4 separate regions of the Mus musculus genome follow, and all the other regions are linked to region 4. A link is a contact called in public HiChIP or PLAC-seq data. All regions are on one chromosome and are shown on one strand. The core of a region is the stretch at or near the end of the contact, and the rest is flanking DNA. Distances in the headings are between cores, read along the strand shown. Region 1 has its middle 39 kb from the start of Tmem106b. Region 2 overlaps Thsd7a (thrombospondin, type I, domain containing 7A). Region 3 overlaps Thsd7a (thrombospondin, type I, domain containing 7A). Region 4 holds the start of Thsd7a (thrombospondin, type I, domain containing 7A).

Region 1 (3,630 bases), core at 615-3,114, 280 kb after region 4:
AAGGCTGACCATTTGACACTGAACAGCCGCCTAGTGTGAGTTCCCCTTTTTGTGTGAGTGTGTGTGTGTGTGAGTGTGTGTGTGTGTGTGTGTGTGTGTGTGTGTGTTGCAAGCTTCTCCAGCAATAGATAGGTAACCATATGGCTTAAAAAAGATCTTTAAAAATCCACTCCTCTTTCCTGTCCTTCCATCTCTCAGGTCAATTCAACCCTTCCTATTCTGTCATTCCTCTTTAAGGCTTTGTAGCACTGTGTTCTATCTCCCTTCCTTTGAACATCCCTACCCATGGACCATCAGTAATTCTCTGACATCCATGGTTATTCTAAATGGAGCACCCATATTTGAAGATTCCAAGCTACCATCTGAAGATAAGACAAAACATGAGACATTTGTATTTCGGGATCTGGATTACCTCATTCAGAATAATTTTTCCATTTCCATATATTTACCTAAAAAATTCATAGTTTCAAATTTTAATAGATGAATAGTATTTCATTGTCTCAATATACTGAAATTTCATTATCCACTCATCAGTTGATGGGCATGCAGGTTATTTCCTTTTACTGGGTATTGTGAATAGAGCACAATGAACATGGATGAGTAGATATCTCTACAGTAGGATATAGAGTCCTTTGGAAATATGCCCAAGAGTGGTAATAGCTTGATCATATGGTTGACCTATTTCCATCTTTCTGAAGATTCTCCACACTGATTTTCATAATGACTCTCTAAGTTCGTATTCCCATCAGCAATGAGTCAGTGTTCCCTTTTCCCTACATCCGGGAATTACCTTAGCCATTATGACTTCTCAAGGAAGTTCTCATTTGCATTTCCCTGGTGCTGAGGATGTTAAACATCAAATATGCCAAATTGGTAACATTTTCAATTTTATAATCTTGTGTAGTAATACACGATAATAATTGGCAAAACTCCATAAAGTACACAACATTTAGATTTGATATGTATACATAGTAAAATAATTAATATAATTGATTTAATTAGTATATCTCCACCACCCAGCTGGCCATTTATTTTAGTGAAATTGTTTACAATACAACAAGGCAGTGGTCACTGGGCTGTTCATTTGATCGTCAGAGCAGTCTCTTTGTATATCTGAGAGTTCATGCTCTTTAACCAATATTCCTCTGTTTCCCCTGCCTTGCCAGCTCAGGGAACTGTCTTCCTACCTCTGCTATGATCACTGAGTAAAAAATAACAGGAATAACAGCAGTACTAAACTGAGTCATACACCACAGAAAAGGTAAACTGATAAAATGTGAGCTTTTGTCCAGTCTATCTATTTTTATCTTTAAAAATATATTATATAAATAAATGGCAATGTGTGGATAAACTACTGCATAAAAACCATATTCCTGTGCAATAATAATTCTTGGCAAAATGAGTATGAGACCTGAAGCAAGTAATCCTACAAAGTAAAAAAAAAAAAAAAAAAAACAACCTTGAAGTATGTATTTGTATGTCACCATAATTGCATTCATAATGTAGTTTCCTAACAGCTGTGCAGGTATCCTTCTCTTTCCAGTTCTGTCTTCAGGAAAACATAGTGGCCATAGCATTCTGCATTCCAGTCTGTGTTCATTACACACTGTGTGGGGATTATGAAGGAACTAAGGATTCCTTATCTTCTAGACAGGTGGTTAAGTGTGAATTTTGCATTCACAGTTTTTAATAGACAAAATGATTCCTACTTACCAGGAAAAATTGTCTGTCAGAAGTTTATACCAAACTCCTTACTCAAGAACCCACAAGGGTTATCTGACTGCCCTCTTTCCAGCATGTGTACTGGCTTTAAAAATCAAGATTGTTAAAGTGTAACTTTGAAGTTAGTTCATAATCCCTCAGCTGCATCCTAACTAGACCTCTGGGATCACACAGCTTCCAACTTTCTGAACTGCTGTGCTTTCCTTTCTGAGGCTGCCTCAAAAACAAACATAACTACAGGATCACTGTACACCAGGTATCTGATATAATACATCACTCATTTTCAGTGCTTAGAAGTGGACTAGATGCTAAATATATTTGCTTTTATTTTGTCTGGTCATACATTATCCTATTGAACTTAAGGTTGAATACTGTAGCACATGAATTAAAGTTCTTAAAGATTTGAATAAAACCATTGCTTGCCCATTACATGATAAATGACACCCACTCCCCGAAAACAATGCCAGAAGAGAGGCCTGAACACCATAGTTAACAAAATGACACAGCAAATGAAAGAGCTGCCAAACATGGTCCAATCCAGAGCATCAGGAAACTGGAGAAAGGATGCCCCCAGCTGTACATGCCTGACATTACTCACAGTGTACTGGTTCTCCAAGCATCTATATTTGAAGCCAAAATTAAAATCACATAAAAAAAATGTAAGTGGGCATTCTGGTAACCATATTCCCATACCTTGCTTAGCAGAAAGTCTAAAGAAATGAGGAAAGAAAGGCTGGGTGGAGAGGATCATAAAGCACAAATAGTCCATTTTAAAGAAACATTTGATTATAGCAGCAGTGGAAAGAAAATGAATTCAGTTCCAAGAACAACCTAGCTATAACATATAGAATATAGGCTCTTCTATAAAAGAATATACAAGAGTAGTAGAACAGAAACTGAATAATAAAAATTCTTAACCCAAACAAAATAACAAGGGGAGATCAGGAAATACAAATAGCATTTAGCAAGACAGAGATTTAGTGATATATATATATATATATATGCATATATATACATATATATATACATATATATACATATAATATATGCATGATACATACGTATATATATAATACTTAATACAGATGGACTAATGGCTCAAGCTAACAAAATAACCAACAATTCAGTAGTCAATAAATTAGCAAAATAGGTGAAGAGATGCATTATGCTGAATTAAATAATTTTACTAATATGGAAATATGTTCAACTGCACTTATAACAAGGGAACATAATTTAGCTGTGACAATATTATTCACTTATTTTAGTAGCAAGTAAAGCATATATATAATGCACAAAATATATATAATTTCCACATATTTGTTACATTTACTCATACATCTGGGGGCAGATAGTTCAACCATGACTCTCTATACACAGGGTAATCAGAGAAACTAGAAGCTGTTCAATCTAAGAAACCTTAATACAAGGGAGACCAACGTTATCGTCCCAGACTGAGTTTGAAAGACAGAAGCTCTCTGTAATGTTGTTAGCATGTGTCTGCATTGAACGACTGAAGAAACTTGAGTCTGATGTCTTGAGATGGCAGTCAGTACAGTGACACGTTTGCTAAATAAGAATAGAGCTTGAATGTGTTACTTGCTTCTTCTACCTTCCACTTTCACTCCATGCAGGACCTCTGGGCCGTTCTGGATGTTCTTCACCTTCAGCTGCTATCCCATGTGCTAAAGGTTTTCAGGGAAACCCTCGTAGACCACCCAGGTTATGCTTTTCTACTTTCCTGGACATTTTTCGTCTATTTAAGTTGTGAAGACTCCATCACAGATCCAAGCATGGCGAAAGAATCTTTCAATTCCAGTAGTTAAGACGCTGAGACAGAGGTTCAGCCTGGGCTTCCTAAGAAGAACTTGTCTCAAAAAAAATTTAATCATTGCTAGCATGTAAAGAATA
Region 2 (3,505 bases), core at 885-3,384, 410 kb before region 4:
ACTACCTCTGGTAGGTGGTGGGCTAGAAGGAAGCTTATAGCATTTAAATCCCTTATAAAGTAGGTTTTAAAAATCTAAGTGTACAGTCCTCAGAGAGGTTTTCCCCAGAAGCCAAGTGCAGGGGCCCACAGTTAAACATTAGATGGAAAAAAAGATAAAGAAAGAATTGGGGGAAGGATGTAGGGACACAAAGAGAACAGAGACTCCACAGGAAGACCAACTGAGTGGACTAGCCTGGATCCTTGTGGGCTCTCAGAGATTGAAACATCAACCAAAGAGTGAGCATGGGCTGACCCGAGGACTCCTGCACTTCTGTAGCAGATAGAAAGCTTGGTCTTCATGCTGGTCTCCCAACAATTGGAGTGTGGCTGTCCCTGAATTTCTGGCCTGTCTGTGAATCCCATTTCTCTAACAATACCACTTTATCTAGGTGTGCCTAGTCTTGCAGTGATTTGATGTGCCGATAGAGTTGGGGGTGATGGAGTGTGTGTGTGTGTGTGTGTGTGTGTGAGAGAGAGAGAGAGAGAGAGAGAGAGAGAGAGAGAGAGAGAGAGAGAGAGAGAGATCCCCAGGGGATGACTTCACTCCCTTCTCAGAGGAGAAGGGGATGAGGGAATGGGAGAGGATTTGTGTGAGGGGGAAGAGAGGGGCGCTGATAAGGAGGTGTAAAGTGAATAAATAGTAAGTAAGTAAATAAATAAATAAATGAAAAAAGAAATGTTAGAGAATTCATCTTTCTTAAAAGAAATGTGGGTCCTCAGGCGATATAAATGTTTTTATATAATTTGCTTATGAAGAATTTCTATTCTCAGGTTTATCTCATTAACTCTGCTGTAACTTATTTATTTATTTATTATTTATTTATGTGTATGGCCTCTCATAATGTATCATTTTATTTGTATTTTGATCCTGTCATTGTGATTTACATGTTACAGTTTTGAAGTATATATAAGAAAGAATTTCAAGTTCACAGGTGATATATTCCATTCCAACATCTAAAGTGAAATCAAAGGTATGAGGAAGCATTAAAAAAAAGTATTAATATTATAGCAGAGAATAACAATTTTTATTGGTAATTCTCAGAACTGCCATTCCTTTTTGCTTTCTATGAAAAAGTAATTTAAATTTTTAGTATCTGTACAATATGTAAATGTGCTGTTATGAGAATGGATATAGACTATGAAATTAGACGAGAGACCATGGGAAGGAAACACGGTATATTGAGGAAGGAGAGTGACGGGAATGTTAGTGGATTTAACCCTAATTTTCCTCTTTGTAGGGCACTAATGACACATTTCTTTGTGGCCATTAGAGAAGCAGCAAGAGCTACCTACTGCTGCTGAACTGAATACAGGGTTTGCACAGGGGTTGGTAGGTAGGTGGTCTGAGCATCCAGCTGGACTCATAGGGATGCATAAAATGGTATGTGTGTTGTTTAATTCCCACAGAGAGCAGCTTAGTTTTCCCTGAAGACAGCATTTGCTAGGGTGTTAGGATCTGAACCTGCAGTTGTCCCTGCAAAATTCACAAAGCAAAAGAAGCAATTTAAAAGAGTCCTGAATGCATTGGGCTTTACTACTAAAGCAGTCTCATTTCACATTCTTGTAAGGAGGAAATTTTCCTGGGTGTTTGCCAGAGACTACACTAATCACCCCGAGCAGGATCACCTACCATTCTCCGGGATGTTAGTTTTTGTTGTAATCATCTTCAAGCACAAAATTGTTATTTACTGTTGGTTATATTGCTTAAATTATAATATTAAAAAAACCTGATTTTAACTTACTTTAATTTAACATATAAATAGGTTGGTAAACAAGATTTTACAGGGAGACATTTATTGTCTAAACAAAGCAATGTTTTCAGAGCCTCTAGAAGTCCATCCCTATAGACAGAGATGTGAGGAAGTTAAAGTTACATGCACATTGACAACGGCACTAAGTGGGTTCAAGTAGTTTCCACTGGTGGCTTTCTTTCCCTTGAGAGTTAAGAAAATTCTGTTTCACATCTACTGAAGCTCTTGCTTATTTTGGTCTGAAAAATGACCCTGTGCATATCAGAAGCACAGGGAGTGAAAGGACAGGAACGTCATTGCCTTTGTGGTGTGAAAAATCAGACAGAAATCTCTTCCATGCAAGGTGTAGCTTCATGAAAAAGAGAAAGGCCAATGCCACGTATCTCTGCTGCCCAGAACGCCGGAGCTAAGAATCATAGCATTACTTTGCTTTGACGATTAACTATAAACGACATCTCTGAGCCTTAAAGCTATTAGTGACAGACTTCACTGCTTTGCTGGAGCACTGAGCTCTCTTATCCAGACCTGAGACCTAAGTACTTAGATTTTCACAGCTGGGTATCAGATCTTCATATCAAAATCTGCTCTGAAACTGCATGTGATCAATGTTTAGCAACAAAAAGAATAAATGATGCATCTTGGCAGGTATCCAAGCTCTGCACCCAAATCACATCAAATTACAAAAGATGATGAATGGTCTGATTAAGATTTATTGCTTTTATTCACCTTGATTGCTTATTGTTTCCTAAGCATTTTTTTCCAGAATTGGCTAATTAGCATACCTCAGGGCTCCAAGCAGAACAAAGTACAGGAAATTATCTGTGGAAATCGGTAGCGTGGATACTGTCTCTTTTCAAGAGGGCACTAGACAGCCTGTGAAAACAGCTGTTGCCCATGCAAGTGGGTGGAGCAAATGCCACTTGGCTCCATGTGAATTCAAATTATCAGGGAAGAATTCCTTCAAAGATTTAACTCAACACTCACCCACCTCTTCACAGTACTTTAGGTCAACGGACTTGCCATCACTTCGAACACAGTCCAACATCCTTGTTTTAATGCCATTCCCACAAACTGCCTTCTCGCTCAGCTGACACGTACTCCAGTCTGAATGAAAAAGACCCATCAGAACAGAAGGCGGTGCATGTAACAGACGTCAGATGAAACTCTGATGACCTGAATCCCATGCCTAATTCACAACTGCTTCCTAAGCCCCTCAATCAATCATCCCACATGCAGAGCATATGGGTCCCAGATTTGAACATATTAGGAGTCAAATGAAATTGCTGAGGTTGCACATAGCGGTGGGGATTATTTTTTGAGGCAGATGTCTACTCGACAGTCTTGACAGCTAGCTATTTAGTGATATTGTAAAAATGACTTGGTCGCACAGATCAATACCATGTCAAAACTTTTAAAAGAAGAATAGAAATAAAAATGTACAATTATGCATCTTTTAGCAAAATAATTTTAATGGATGGTGCTCTATGTAGTTATATTAATACTATGTACTTCATTCATTTGCAGGAAGTAAAAGTCTTTAAAAGTACAAACTCATTTTGTAAATAAATTCAGCATATTTATTAAATTCTCTTATTTTGTATCTTTTCCTAAAACCATTTTTTCATCTTTCTCCAGGATAGTACAATGTACCCTAGAGAACTTTGATTTCCTTTGTGGCATCAAAGCAAATTGTAGAGAAAACTAAGAGACATA
Region 3 (3,508 bases), core at 986-3,485, 290 kb before region 4:
ATGGAAGGAGATTCACAAAGTTCAATACATTATTGGAAAATTGTTAAGTAGCATGTTTATAACTAAAATCTATTTGTTTCTTAATCTCTAAAAATAAATTTTAATGTATAAGTCTTAATTTTTCTTTTAGAAAAATAATTACTAAATAAACAAATACTATGTAATACAAATGATTGCAAAAATTATAAATTCTCATCTATTTTCTTACAACTTTATAAAATTTTTATAACATGATTAAGTAAAAGAACAAACTGTGGAATAAAGAGATTATAAGTGATAAAACATTATATTTTTCTAAATTAACTTAAGATTTCCAAAACCTCTGTTAAAAGAATAACAAAAACATGATTTTGGGACTTGAGACAACAAACCTAATAACTGAATTTTTGAATGTCATGAATAAGGAAAAATATTAATATTGAAACTAATAATCAATTATTCTCTTGTTAAAGAATAGACAAAAATATGGAATTAGTATAAAAGACAGACCAGGAGGCTAGTCTCCTCTGTGACACTTTAAATATGCAGTAATTAGCATAATTAAAATGCTTTTTAAATGATTGAATAACCCAGAGGTATTTATTGACTATAACAATCAGAAATACTGATTATAGTAACAGAAATAAAATCAAAGAAAATGAAAAATGGCTGTTCTTAAGAGACTGTATCTTTTGGTAGAGTTCATAAGACATATAAAGTATAATTATTATAGAAAATAAGAAAGAATTACTAGTAACAAATATAGTCCTTGATAAAGAAAATCTTAGGTCATTCCCGAGAAAAATATCATATTTTGACTGGATGAGAGTAGTGAACTTTGTTTTGTTGTTGTTTTTTTTGTTTGTTTGTTTTGTTTTAGAAAAGGTAAGATAAGTTTAAATAATGTTTAAAGGGTTCACAACATATAAGCAAAGAGAAGGAAGAAAGATTTACCAAGAAATAGACTTGATGTGAGATAGGGGGTCAAGACAAAGACAACCGCAGGTCCAGAATTGAATGCAGAGGTCCAGAGAGGCAGCAGCCAGGACAGAAGCAGAAGGCCCAGTGGAGCCTGCTGAGTAGACCTGGAACTCCAGGGAAGAACTGATTTTAATCTTTGGTAACCAGGCTTTCCTACATGGATGATAAATGTCAGAGCACTGTTTGTGAAAGACAAGTGGACAGAATGTGGAGGCACAGAGAACATTGCCAGGCGCTGTGCTTTCAATGGCTGGACTACGTGAGTGACAGTTTACTGATAGGGTTCTTAACTGCATTTAGTGGCTGTGAGTGTAAGGAGCAGATATAGGGGAGATTTTTCCGAAGGCTTGACCAAGGCCTTGACAGCAGATAGTATCAGGAACACAAAAGAGAGGAGCCAAAGTAGTATGAGAGATTTTAAGCCTGGATGACTAAGAGAAAGCTAGTGACTTTAGCAGAAATCAAGACAAAGAAGATAGAACATTTGGCCCAATTTTAGGTTTTTAGTGTGGTCTTGAGAAGAACTATTATTAAGAGTTTAAGCCTCTTAACCTCTGACACATTCCTTAATAAACATGCAACATTAAGATTGGGAAGTATCTTCTCTCAGGACTCCCCTCAGGTGGCACAGAATTAAGAGACCTCTGAGATCTGAAAGCTGCAAGAACATTTTGTGCATCCAAAATAAAATATAAAAACAGATCCAATCTTTAATCGGTAGTAATATTGTATGCTATCAGGATTTGTAATTACAAGAAAAATAACCTTTCTTATAGGACTAAATTATTGGTACCTACATGAAGTTATTTCTATTGTTCCTTCCCATTTCTTGTATTTCTTTTTTATCTTCTTTTGGGACATTTCACCCTATTGTTTCCTAACATATTCTACAGACTGTATTTGAGAATATACATTTTGGGACTGTCATTCTTTTAGTACACATTGTTGACTAGTGGCTTGTGCTTGCATATATTGAGTTTTATCCAAATCAACCAAACACTTCTTCATTTAGGGGCTTTATTGCTCAACTCAGATTACCACAAATGATAGTGGTTGTCATAGATGAGATTTATCACTCTAAGGATCAGGAAAAATTTCATTTTCTTCTTCCCTGTGAATGATCTCCTTGTTGGGTTTTCTGTACCACAGCCACTGACTCACCAGTTTCTAAATATTTGTTGGATTATTCTCAAAATGTCAGGAGTGCTGTCTTGGTGGTAGTTCTCAGAATCTGGTTCTCAATGGCAAACTGTCAGTGTGTTGAAATCCAGCAATATCTTGTATGTCCTATGATGTAAATATTCTGTTGTCTTGGTGAGCAACTCATCAGAATGGAAGCTGGACTTCAGATGTTGACCATGTTTTCTTCTAGCACAACAGAGTTCTGCTTTTTCTTAACAGGGATAATTGTACTGCTTTAGAAAACGCCTAGCCTCCACTTCCTAACAGGGAACCTTAAGTAAAAACCAATCCTCTTCAGAGGAATCATCATCTGATCTGGCTGAGAAGAAAAAAAATAGTAAAATACATATTCAAGGCATGCAATGGGACGAATTGGATTTGAAAATAGTTATAATCTTACAGATATCTAGCCAGCCCATAAACAGCTCTCCAGGGGCTGAACTCTACAGGATCCTTGGAATGGGTCTCAGAACTCCTCTTGTATGTGTGAGAAGTCAGAGCAATAATGGGAATCACTCCAGGTCAAAAGAATTATTGCCATTCTTTTATTGTGATAAAGGGCAAAAATGGAAGGAAATAAACACATTTTTAAGGCTATGATTAACTCATACCTCGAATCAATAGGAAATACAATTTAGTAAAAGAGGAGTTCGGAAAAAAAAAAGAATGTTCGTTGTTCTCTTTCTTGACTTTGACAAGTGATTACAGGATTACTTTTTTAAAACAGAGACAGCAGGGAGACTGCACTGCCTTTTTTCCAGCTTTATAAGAGATAAACACTTCTTTTTTCTGAGAACTGACAGGCACATTCTTTATACAGATTATCATGTTTTCACATTTAATATTATCCTTTCTATTGACCAAAGCTACATTTTAAGCCATCATGAAATCCACTTTTAAAAGCTTTTCTTGTTTTTTGTTTTTATTTTTTATTAAATTAGAACAGGAGGATAATACACTGGAAACAGAGGCAAGCCTTCTTTTATGACTCATACATGACATTCATTTATCATTTATCTGTGATTGCAGGAAATGGATCACAATGAGTCCAGTTCACTTGAATGTCTCTACGCTGTTTAATTTAAATCCACACTACTAAGATATACTTCAAACTATGAGAAAACCTAAATATCATAACATTTTCTAATCAAATTGAAAATATATTTTTAGAAAAACAAAACTGTTTGAGCAGTCAGCAGATTGTCATTGTCAATAATTAATATTTCCAAGAACATAGAACAGAAGCAACGCACCAGTTATATATAACAGAACTGATATAATTGCAGTATTATGTAAGAGTTTGATGAACATAAAATATAATTTAAAATGATAGGGTTTTGATATTACATGTATACTTTTAATGTGA
Region 4 (3,261 bases), core at 636-3,135:
AATTGCTACTTGGCTCATGTTCCTTTGATAGTACAAATTTCAACTAGCCCAGCTCTGTTGCCCCGAGAAGCTCTTTCTAAATTTCCAAGTACTACCAACTACTATAAATTTAGAATAGAAAAAATAAAACACACTTTCAATTCTTTGTTTAAAATCAAACGAATTTGACTTTTGTCTTTAGTCCCCTAAGTAGCTGATCTTTAAAGTCTTACCAAGTTCGCAAGAATGACTTTGCTTTGACTAATCTGTGCCTGTATTTGCGCGTGTACAAGAGTGCATTAGTATATTATGCGATTCTCCAAGGTAAAGGGTGTTTTGTCTTTAAGTGATTTTCTGTTCAATGCCTCACCACGTTGCTTGGATGTATGAACCTTCTTTAAACCTTTAGTCATCGGTGTGATTCTGGCGTAAATGGATCTGCCTCCTCAGCAGGTCGGTCGGAGGACTGAAGCCAGAAGACCCACTCTGCCTGGACTGTGATCTGGACACTTTTTCTTTCTATCTTGTTCCTATCTTGATATTTGGCATCACTCAGGAACTCTCAAGTCATCCTCAGCTATAAGCGAGGAGAATAGCTCCTCCACTTGTCTCCGGTGAGTGTGTGAAGTTTCTGGTAGGCTCAGGAATTCCGTCTTCCATAGTGGTTGGAGAGCATCCACCCACCCTCAGCAGAGAGGGGAGCCTGGAGCTCTAAGGTTTTGTTGTTTCCCTGTGTGTTCTGCTTCTACAGCGCTTTGCCGGGAGAGTCTGAGGAGCAGTGAGTTGCTACTTTTCTTGTTTTGTCAAAAAAACAAAGCGAAAAGACTTCTTTCCCGGAAAGAAAAGTTTCTAAACCTCCATGTTAATCACTCCACGGCGTAAAAGATCACTTTGAATCACTCGTTACAAATTGCACTATCCAGTTTTCCCTGTTAGAGCTGCCTGCACAGGGCTTGACCCTGGTGTCCCACACACCACAAAGCTATGCTTAATACATTTAAATCTCTCTCTCTCTCTCTCTCTCTCTCTCTCTGTGTGTGTGTGTGTGTGTGTGTGTGTGTTTGCCAAAACACCGCATTAAAAAAAAAAAAAAAAAGAACTGTCTACCTGTATATTGCTAGAATGTCATTTTAGAAAGTCTAAGACTGGAAACCCAGATTTTAAAAGCACTTCACTTTGTAATGAAAGTACAGCGCTGCCCTCATTCACTGCCGAGCGGCTAGAGAAACAATCACCCAGTGACTCACTGTTGCCTCTTAGTTATGTTGTTCTTTCCTAATGGCATAGGACATGACCTAATTCGCTTGCAGGGATCATACTTTTGACCTGGGGATCCTGGCATAATCAGGACCAGTTGGAAACACAGAGGCTCCTTCAGGAGCCCTTAGCTCGCTCCGGATCATAGTCCCAGATCTGGAGATAGAGCAAAGGACAACTCTGTCCCACTTACCGGTCTTCCACAGATAGAGGGTGGGCACCTCGGTGTCTCCCTGCGCCGCAGCCCCGCGGGCGCCAGAGCTCAGCAGGAGTAGCAAGAGCAGTGGCAACCGCAGCAGCTGCAGGACGCCCCGGCTCGGGGACGCCAGGCGCCCGGCTCGCAACCCCATGCTGTCCGCAGCCGCTCCAGCCTCCGGAGCCGCACCACTCTCGCAGGGGACGGTCTTTCCTTCTCCACCAGTAGAGAAAGCAAAGCTCTCCCTGCTTCTATTGTTCGCTCCAGATGAAAAGCAGCCAAAGAGCAACTAACACTAGGGAACAATAGCATCAGCGGCGGCCGTGGACGCCACCGCCGCCGCCGCTGGCTGGCGGGGATGCTGGCGGGGATGCTGCCGCCGCTGCCATGGCGCGCAGACTGGCAGGTCCTAGCGGCGAGGGACACAGCCGGCCGCAGGGGGCCCCAGCTGACAGAGCCGGCCCAGAGCTCTGAGAGGAGCAGCCCCCGCCGCCAGCTGTAGGGAAGGGAGGGGAGAAGAGAGAGCTGAGAAGAGCCAAGGGGACCCGAGGGGACCACCGGCGGGGGGCAGCGAGGGCACAGGGCCAGCACCCAGACCCCACGCGCCCGCCCCGAGAACTCCCCGGCACATGGTGCGCTGAAATATGTTCACAAGGATACACCAATAAAAGGCATCATCACGGGGCAGGCTTCAGGATGACGAATAACTGACATTGAAATTCATCGTCACCCAAGGAGTCAAATGCTGATCTAGTGGCGTGTTATTCTCCCTGCATATTTACACAAAGCATCAGCCTTGGTCATTTATTCTGAAGCCGCCGTGCCTTCTGAATTACTTTATGAGAAGAGCGGTACTTATGAACCTGATAGGGAACAGACCAGGGCTCACTATCAAAAGGAACTTGAGCACTTCCGTGTTTTTTGTTTTTTGTTTTTGTTATTTTTTTAACTTCAGCCCATCCTCAGTAACAATGTGACCGTGGTTAATATGTGTCAAAGTCAACACATTGTCTTGTAACTGCCTTTGAAAGCGACTTCGTACTTAAAAGTGTGCACGACGCTGTCTAATTGCATGAATAAGAATGTACAAACACTGCCAGTATATTCTGTTTTAATGATGAAGTGCATAAAAGTTCCATTCCTTTCTCTTCCATCACTATTGAAAACGCACTACTAAGGACCAGAGGTGGGGATAAAAATTAAGCCGCAAATGAGTCAGTAGCAGCAGTTGGCTTCCACCCAGTTAATAACTATTTCTACTTAAATTTCATTCCTGAGACAAATACTAATTCTTTTAAGTGCTTTTTCACAACCAAAACAAGAAACCACATGGCTTGTACCTTTTGTTCTCTATTTTATTAGATCAGGCCTAACAGAAGAATGTGTGCAGTCAGATAAAGCTTTGTCCCTTTTTTCCCCCACTCACAATAACAGTCTTTTATTATTAATTCATTTCCTTGTAACGCTTAAATAGTATCAAGGCAGTTAGCCAATTAAAACAAAGCAAAACAACAACAACACCAAAATTCCCCAGCAACCAAAAGCTAAGGATAACTATGGTCATTTGGTTGCCTGTCTTACACCAAATACAATACAATTTAAAAGGCAGAAAAACTTCTCTTAGTGACTTCACCCCCAAGGACCCAATAACCCATGAGTCTGAAATGAGAAAGCTACAGTTTCTTAGGGAGGAAAGCTTCCTTCCAGAAGGCTCCCTGGAGATGTGTGTCATTTTGCTGAGCTTTCCAGACATAACCCTTCTGCATGCATTAGATTAAAAGCAGGTTTGATCAAATAATTCCCAGGTCCTGCCTGTTTAAGTATTCTGA

What was found. HiChIP or PLAC-seq counts read pairs in DNA pulled down with a chosen protein or histone mark.
Region 1: an H3K27ac HiChIP or PLAC-seq map of the NIH/3T3 cell line shows a contact between it and region 4, with 6 times the contacts expected there. The contact joins the enhancer-like site here to the promoter of Thsd7a in region 4. A contact is called at or near these places in 11 of 39 promoter capture datasets (the 3T3-L1 cell line, 3T3-L1-derived adipocytes, cranial neural crest and 5 more), 42 of 484 Hi-C or Micro-C datasets (the 3T3-L1 cell line, 3T3-L1-derived adipocytes, the AML12 cell line and 19 more), 12 of 115 datasets of contacts at active chromatin or transcription factors (the NIH/3T3 cell line, astrocytes, a colorectal cancer cell line and 8 more) and 1 of 9 other capture datasets (embryonic stem cells).
Region 2: an H3K4me3 HiChIP or PLAC-seq map of neural tube shows a contact between it and region 4, with 4 times the contacts expected there. The contact joins the enhancer-like site here to the promoter of Thsd7a in region 4. A contact is called at or near these places in 12 of 39 promoter capture datasets (the 3T3-L1 cell line, 3T3-L1-derived adipocytes, cranial neural crest and 6 more), 13 of 484 Hi-C or Micro-C datasets (3T3-L1-derived adipocytes, the AML12 cell line, the STO cell line and 9 more), 11 of 115 datasets of contacts at active chromatin or transcription factors (SST interneurons, craniofacial prominence, embryonic basal ganglia and 8 more) and 4 of 9 other capture datasets (adipose tissue, embryonic stem cells, liver and 1 more).
Region 3: a contact with region 4 is called in an H3K27ac HiChIP or PLAC-seq map of the NIH/3T3 cell line, with 6 times the contacts expected there. The contact joins the enhancer-like site here to the promoter of Thsd7a in region 4. A contact is called at or near these places in 5 of 39 promoter capture datasets (the 3T3-L1 cell line, 3T3-L1-derived adipocytes, cranial neural crest and 1 more), 9 of 484 Hi-C or Micro-C datasets (3T3-L1-derived adipocytes, the C2C12 cell line, the HL-1 cell line and 6 more), 9 of 115 datasets of contacts at active chromatin or transcription factors (the NIH/3T3 cell line, cardiomyocytes, a colorectal cancer cell line and 6 more) and 1 of 9 other capture datasets (adipose tissue).

What each region holds. Positions count from the first base shown.
Region 1 is chr6:13,028,882-13,032,511 of GRCm38.p6, forward strand. No RefSeq gene overlaps it. Among named protein-coding and RNA genes, the nearest start is that of Tmem106b, 39 kb to the right of the region's middle. Within about 2 kb of position 1,865, at least 12 of the 459 cell types and tissues checked have an H3K27ac peak or open chromatin away from gene starts, as enhancers often do. A contact at or near this core is called in the HL-1 cell line, the N1E-115 cell line, the NIH/3T3 cell line and 1 more, where this site is marked.
Region 2 is chr6:12,334,472-12,337,976 of GRCm38.p6, forward strand. It overlaps Thsd7a (thrombospondin, type I, domain containing 7A), which reads right to left. Exons shown (of 28, transcript NM_001164805.1): 19 at 2,781-2,896. Among named protein-coding and RNA genes, the nearest start is that of Gm38583, 100 kb to the right of the region's middle. Within about 2 kb of position 2,135, at least 7 of the 459 cell types and tissues checked have an H3K27ac peak or open chromatin away from gene starts, as enhancers often do. A contact at or near this core is called in embryonic basal ganglia, neural tube and second pharyngeal arch cranial neural crest, where this site is marked.
Region 3 is chr6:12,453,091-12,456,598 of GRCm38.p6, forward strand. The region is part of intron 6 of Thsd7a (thrombospondin, type I, domain containing 7A); the gene reads right to left. The region is part of intron 1 of Gm38583 (a long non-coding RNA gene); the gene reads left to right. Among named protein-coding and RNA genes, the nearest start is that of Gm38583, 18 kb to the left of the region's middle. Within about 2 kb of position 2,236, at least 14 of the 459 cell types and tissues checked have an H3K27ac peak or open chromatin away from gene starts, as enhancers often do. A contact at or near this core is called in 3T3-L1-derived adipocytes, the HL-1 cell line, the NIH/3T3 cell line and 1 more, where this site is marked.
Region 4 is chr6:12,747,368-12,750,628 of GRCm38.p6, forward strand. It overlaps Thsd7a (thrombospondin, type I, domain containing 7A), which reads right to left and starts at 1,886. Exons shown (of 28, transcript NM_001164805.1): 1 at 1,430-1,886. The coding sequence starts at 1,586.